Regions from separate parts of the Rattus norvegicus genome. Here region 1 is linked to region 2. A link is a contact called in public Hi-C data. All regions are on one chromosome and are shown on one strand. Each heading gives the region's core, a stretch centred on a gene start, on an enhancer-like site or on the middle of the called end of the contact. The rest is flanking DNA. Distances are from core to core; before and after follow the strand shown. Region 1 holds the start of Nav1 (neuron navigator 1). Region 2 holds the start of Rnpep (arginyl aminopeptidase).

Evidence for each region. A called contact is a pair of places that touch in the nucleus more often than the background predicts.
Region 1: a Hi-C map of the A7r5 cell line shows a contact between it and region 2, with 2.9 times the contacts expected there. The contact joins the promoter of Nav1 here to the promoter of Rnpep in region 2. A contact is called at or near these places in 2 of 12 Hi-C or Micro-C datasets (the A7r5 cell line and frontal cortex).

The regions. Positions count from the first base shown.
Region 1 is chr13:49,669,323-49,672,726 of GRCr8, forward strand. It overlaps Nav1 (neuron navigator 1), which reads right to left and starts at 1,682. Exons shown (of 33, transcript NM_001427517.1): 1 at 1,477-1,682. LOC102553722 (a long non-coding RNA gene) reads left to right here. Exons shown (of 3, transcript XR_010057209.1): 1 at 1-689; 2 at 2,094-2,278.
Region 2 is chr13:49,267,417-49,271,046 of GRCr8, forward strand. It overlaps Rnpep (arginyl aminopeptidase), which reads right to left and starts at 2,214. Exons shown (of 11, transcript NM_031097.2): 1 at 1,757-2,214. The coding sequence starts at 2,203.

The DNA of each region.
Region 1 (3,404 bases), core at 432-2,931, 400 kb after region 2:
AGAATTTATCTAGAAACCCGCCCCTGGGTAAAGCACATCTCAGGAGATATCCATATGGCTGCCGTTCTCTTCCCAGGGTAAAAGGATGCACCAACCAAAGCAGGATGAAAACAGTGAGTAAGAGGAGGAATGGGTATCTTTGTCCTGAGGGAAGCCAACGTCTCTGGAGTGATCATCTGCGAAGTTCTCCTACTGCATCACAAGTGAGTGACAGGGGTGCCAAAAGCCCAGGGATTGAAGTAGGTGGCAGTGCCAAAGTCTGTATGAGCCCACAGCCTTTGTCGGGAGAACTGGCCACAGGCTTCTCAGCATTGAATTTGAACCAGCCAATGGTATCCCAATGGCTGAAACAGGAAGCCAGATAAACAGTGTGTTATCAAGGGGGGATCCAGCACTTCCCTTAAGCCGGCGCCAGCTGCGCTCTCCGACCGACCGTCCTAACAAAGTCCCATTGAGTCACCAGCTGATTTTCCTGTGTTCAGCTCTGGGGGACAAGGGACTCTCTTTGCTGGATGGACATTACTCTAGTGCACTGCCCGAGCCACTCACCACTCAGGTCCGCCCCAGTTCCTTCCTTCCCTTTTTGCCATCAGCAGACTTGGCCCACTCTCTATCCTATGGCCAGTTCTGGTAGACTCTGAAGATTAAAAGGGACCACAAAAGCCCAGGCACCGCGCTCGCACCCTCAGGTGAGCATCTCTCTCACATTTTCCCAGCTTCTCTTTTCTCCTCCCTCCTCTCTCCCACGAGATGCTCTTTCTGCTCCCGGACGTCCTGGGCAGACGCCAGAAGAAACAGCCTTGAAGAGGGCGCTTCTCCGCATAGCCGCCCCCCCTCCGGTGCAGGGGGATGGTAGTGGTGGCTGGGCAGTGCACATTTCTGGAACAGCCTAGCCAGGTCACCTGCCCCAGCTCTTCTTTTAGCTCCTTCTGGGATGTTCAGAGTTAACTATCTGCTTCAGAGTGGGTGGTGGTGGTGGTGGTGGTGGTGATGGTGGTGGTGGTGGTCTGTCTTGACTACGTATGTCAGGAGGTATCTCTCTGTGTGTCTCTGTCTCTGTGTGTCTCTGTCTCTGTGTGTCTCTGTCTCTGTGTGTCTCTGTCTCTGTCTCTGTCTCTCTGTGTGTGTGTGTGTGTGTGTGTGTGTGTGTGTGTGTAATAACACAGCATTTAGTGCCTTTGATTGCAGGAACTTAGCGCACTTTAAATGGCAGGTATTTCTTAGGAAGGGAAACTGAAGCTCAGAGGGTTGTAGTTAGATGGTCGCATTGTCAACCCTAGGACAGTCACAAGGTCCAGCTGCCCCGTCTAGGCTCTCGGGCGAAGCCACTAGCATCCCGGTTACTATCCCGCGCTTCTCCTGCGCCAGCCCGCAGCCTCCCTCGGGCACCAGACTCTCCTCCCTTGGGCTGACTCCAGCCCTTCCAAGTGCAGAGCTCAGCGCCGCCGCCTCGCCCGCCCCGTGCGGGCCACTCACCGGAGCGACTCTGGTCCCGGGTTGTGGGTCCGCGCCGCCGCTGTTCAGAGTCGCGCATCGCCCGAGCAGCGCAGTGCCGAGCGTCTTCTCCTTGCGACCAGAAAGTTTCCCGGGGATTCCCGGGGCCCAGCCGGCTCCCCGCGCGAGTCTCAGCCCGCGCCGCGCGCTCCGGCCTCCAGCCTCTCACTAGGGCGGTCGCGGGCTCCGGCTCTACTACGAGAAGGAGGCGGCATCCTGAACAAAGTGCCGTCCCCCGGGCCGGGCGGCCAGGGGCGGAGCCTGGTGACCCGCTGCCCTAGGCACACGCCGGCTGCCTCGGCGGAGGGCCGAGCCAGGAGCGCCCGCGGCTGGGGGTGGGCGGGAGGGGAGGCCCGGCTACGGATCGCCCTCGCTTTCCTCCCTGCACTGTGCCAGCTTAACCCGCAGAGGGGCGGAGGCATGGGTCCCTTCCAGACTTTGTCATTGGAAAGCTATTCCCGTAACCCTTTCCTGCGTTAGCCTTCCTGCCCCGCCTCTCCAGCCGGCCGGCCGCAGAAAGGCGGCTGCTGCGTGGCGGGGGCTACGCCGGGAGTTGTCAGGACAGGAAACCTTAGCACAATTGAGCCTTTCCTTTACAGGAGGACCCGCCACCATCACTTCCAGGAGAGGTCCTCCAGCCCAGGTCCTCTAACTACCTCAGTTGTTCCAGAGAAAGGTGCAGATGGATCGACGAAGAGTCCTAACCTGCTTCTGGAGCCGCCCATCCATTTCCGTCCACTTTGGGACCCTGCAAGGGTCATGCTGTCTGATCTGGAACCCTTGGGTGAGAGGTAACAGGAAGTCCGGGAAGTTATCTAGCAAATAGTAGAGGTTCAACTGAACCTTGCAGAGAAGTGGGAGGAAGAAGAGAGGAGAAATTACAAGATGGTACCCACATCCTTGTGCAACTATCTTCAATCTTGAGATGGGGCTGAGCTTAAGGCGCTTGCCTCCTGACTTGGGGCCTTCCAGACTGCAGCTGAGGCTGTGCGTGACACAGAACACCTGCCACCAGGGACTCAGGACCTGAGGATCTTACCCTCTCCCAGCTTCAGCCAACAATCAGGAAGACTGATTTATTTTCAAGGTGCTGGGGTTGGTGGTTGGGAGAGAAAGCAAAATGCTCTCTCCCTGGTCTGGGAACAGTCAGGATTAGAGCTCCAGGGTCTTGCCTGAGGCCCCACCTAGACACTCAGAGTCATAGGATAAGGGGAAGTAGGCAGTAGACAGGATCTTTCTCAGGTAGCCAGGGAAATGACTTTAATATGACTTTTGTCCGCGAATGCACATTGTCCTTTGGAGGGATGAGACAGCTGCAGAATTAATACCTCCCACAAGCCCCTTGCTCTGTGTGTAATGGCTAAAGGTGTGGGCTTTGAAGGCGCAGAGTTCAAGTCTGCTGCCCCCGGGTTTAACAAGTTCTTTTATCTCTGGCTACCTCAGTTTCCTACAAGAACGGTATGTCTTGTCTTCTAATAGTTCTGAAAGGATTAAAGGAGGTAGTGCAGGTGACGTGCTTGTGCCTGGCGTTAGTACATCGTCAATAAACAGAGTTTTAAGAGACTTCATTTAACTTGACACTCGTCGGTTGGAATTCTTGTACTTCTCAGAATACCCCCAGCCTGCGTACGGGTGCCTTGTTTTAAGAAGATGCCATTTTGTATGGGTGACACAGACCTGTACTCTCAGTACTCAGGAGGCTAAGGCAAAGGGATCATAAGTTTGAAGCCACCTTGGATTACACTGACTCTCTTTCCCCGGTGCTCACTGACAAGGGCTGCTGAGGTTTCTTGGCCCTGCAGTCCCAAGGACAAAAGACAGAAGTCGTGCAAATGGGCATCAGAAACCCAACTGCCCACTGACATTGAGATCGTGCATGGGGCCCTTGCGGCCACACTGGTAATGTCAAC
Region 2 (3,630 bases), core at 964-3,463:
TGATGTTTGTACAGGAACAAAAACCCTAAGACATCTGCCTTCGGATGTTATTTTGAATTTGCAGTCCTCATGCCTCAGCTTCCAAAGTACTGGGACTCCTGGCAATGTACCATCCATCATGCCTGGCGGGTATCGGAGCTTATAGATAGAAAGTTCACCGAATTGTATCAAGTGCCCTGCGCATCTTAGGACAATAACTGACTCTGCTGTTTGACTTAAAGATGGAGAAATAATGAACAGAGTTTCCTAAGACACAAGGCACTTGACAAAATTCGGTGAACTTTCTATATAAAAGTACCTGATACCAGCCAGGCATCATGGCACCTTGCCAGAAGTCCCCAGTACTCAGGAAGCAGAGGCAGGAGGACAGCAAATTCAAAATGGATTCCGCTGTTAACTTTGCCACCTTTCGAGTGCGCAGATTTAGGGAGGGTTTAGTTTTCCAATCCTGTTTAATTTCTAGCTCCCGTTGAAAATTAGGACTCAAGATATAGCACAAAAAGCAAAAATGTGGGGTTGGGGATTTAGCTCAGTGGTAGAGCGTTTGCCTAGCAAGCACAAGGCCCTGGGTTCGGTCCCCAGCTCCGAAAAAAAAAAAAAAAAAAAAAGGGGGCTGGAGAGATGGCTCAGCGGTTAAGAGCACCCTACTGCTCTTCCAGAGGTCATGAGTTCAAATCCCAGCAACCACATGGTGGCTCACAACCATCTGTAAAGAGATCTGATGCCCTCTTCTGGTGTGTCTGAAGACAGCTACAGTGTACTTATATATATAATAAATGAATAAATCTTTTAAAAAAAAAAAAAAAAGCAAAAATGTTTCCCAATGTTATGCTTCCCTCCTGGCACCAAAGGGAACTTGACTTTGCCTTTGGTGCTAGGTTAAACCGCGGTGCTTTAGCCTTTCAGTTTCCCTAACAAGTTCCATCTCAAGGCTCATTTACTCCTCCAATCAAAGGAGGAAGTCAAGTGCTCTTTGGGTCAGTAAAGGGGAACTGTTAGCTGGATAGGCAAACTCAATTGTCTGCAAACAGCTTTGGTGAGCCTTGTAACCCAGCCTAAGGCTGTCACTCTTACAGATGTCCGCTACATAGTTACCTTAACTTCCAATGTTTGTTCTCTGAAAACCTTAAAACTTGAAAACCAACCAACAGTTACTGAGAAGACCAAATTATTATAAAGCCTAGAGTACTCATTACACATTCTCGTTCTTGCTCGGATTCTTTTAAGTCAAATACAGGATTTCAAAGGAGGAAACAAAAATGATTATTTAGGCTTCACGGGCTGTTTAAACCTGTGCAACCAAAAGGGCGTGCTTGCTTTCACAAGAAAGGATCCTGTCAGCAACCAGCTAATTAATCAACACTGTCCAGACTTCAAGGATTATAAAACAAAACAAAAAGCAAAGTTTGCGTATCCCGTTTCTCATCCTGAAAAGACACACAGGATAGCGGACGAGTTGATCTAACACGTGGATGACAGAAACAATGCGGGGCAATCTAAAGCAAATAATCCGGACAGAGGCCAGGGAGGCAGGAAGGAGCGGCAGGAGGAACACAGCACGGCTGGAGAGGTTCGAGCCCAGGAATGGGGAATAGGGAGCCAGAATTCAGAGCCGGCTGCTGGGGAGGGGAGTCTGCGCCCAGGGATGTCCCGTGGAAGCTGCAGGACCAGGTTTCCTGCTCTCTGGCTCTGGAGCGGCAGGCTGGCCAAGGGGGCTGGGAAAGGCCGGTGGCCCCGGCGCACGGCGCGCACTCACCCCTGGTCCCTCTCCGACGCGGTAGGTGAGCTCCAGCCGGAAGCGCTCGGCGGCACAGCAGGGCTTCGGAAAGACCACGCACAGGGCCTGGCCATAGTGCGAGAAGGGCTGTGTGTGGAAAGGCACGGGCTCCGTGAGCTGCTGCTGGTCTCCGGGCTGCCCCCGCAGCAGGGTCGCCGCCATCACCTCCAGGCAACTGTGCGAATCGAGCCGCAGCTCCGAGGCGCCCTCCGGCAGCAAGCAGCGCAGTTCCAGCGTCGCCTTGCCGTTCAGTCCGCGGCTCCCCGGACCCGGGCCCGGAGGCCCGAACTCGGCCCGCAGGTCCAGGTGCAGGTGCAGGATCTCGAAGGCGCGGAAACTGGAGGCCGAGGCCACGTCCACGGCTTGTGCCGAGTGAAGTGGCCGCCGGGCCGCGCTGTGGCAGCTGCTGGGTCCGCTGCTCTCCATGGCTCTTAGAGCGGTTGCTCACCCGCCAGGAAGGCCGGTCGCTCCTCGGGTCCTGGCAGGCTCCGCCTCGAGGCGACGCGCCACCATGCGCCCCGCCCCCGAGGAATGCAAGCGGCCACCGCTCCTAATCCCCTGGGGTTGTCTCCTCCCTTGTGGCGTGCAACCCTTCTTCAAGCTTCACACAGGTTCCCCCTCCCCCACCCCCTGCTGTGGTAGATCGCCCATCAGTCGAGGTCAGCCTTACGGATTCCCCATCCTCTAAGCAGTCAGCAGGCTGCAAGGAGAACAGAACCTGGATGAAAGGGTTCTGGAAGGACCTTTTTTATTATACTTTTGTGTCAGGACCAGAGACATTTTGTTGTTCTGTCGTTATATATCTATAGGTTCCCACCCAGCTTAAATTTAGTTGTTTCTATTTAAAAAAAAAAATGTGGATGGGTGTTCTCCAGCGTGTATGGATGCCCAGTGGCCGCAGATGCCAGAAGAAGAGAGTCAGAGTCTGACACTGGAGTTTCAGACCTTATAAGTTGTCATTTGGGTGCTGGGAACCAAACCAGGCCCTCTAGAAGAGCAGCAAAGTATTCTCAACCGCTGGGCCATCTCTCTACCCTAAAGTTTATATTTCTAAATGAGTTCATTAAGACTGGGCTAGTTAAGCTCACTAGTTTTTGAAATCATGTAACTTTTTTTTTTATTATGTTACTATGTAGCCCAGGGTAGTCTCAAACTAGCCGTCCTCCATCAGCATGAGGAAGATTACACCCCTCCTAGATAATATTTATCAACGCTGGGGATCAAATCCAGGGTCTTACATACCCTAGGCAAGCACTCTGCCATTGAGCCACACCCTCATCCCTGCACTAAAATGCTTTGCGGCCCATGGCGTGTTCTTATTTCCCTTCCATGGCTCAGTTTGACTAGACACACCTCTACATTTTGTTTCTTTTCTGTGCCGGTGCCTTGCAGTGGCCACAGATGAAGACGTTAAATGTAGCCACTTCCTAGGGATGGAAACTTTTCAGTCCTAAAGAAGAGAGGTCATGCAACTTAGGTAGCTCAGAACGTGACAGGGTTCACAAGGTTACAGAAATAGGAACCAGGCAGGGAGAGGACACTCTTTCCTGTGGAGCTATGGGTAAGTTTGTTCGGTGGTCTGCAGTACCCCTAGCCATAGTGAACAGATGTTCGTTCATGTCTTTGGAGGATAACAACGCTTAGAATGTAGTATGTCTCTATCCAAAGATGAAATTTCCCCCAGGAACTGGGATGGAACCCACACACTCACTCATGCTAGGCAAATGATTTACCACTGAACTATAACCCAGGCCCTCTCCCTCTTCTCACCAATGCAGGCCTGACTGGCCTAGACTTGCAGCCTCAAACTCAGAGATCTATTTATCTCTGCCTCCTGACTGCTGTGATTAAAG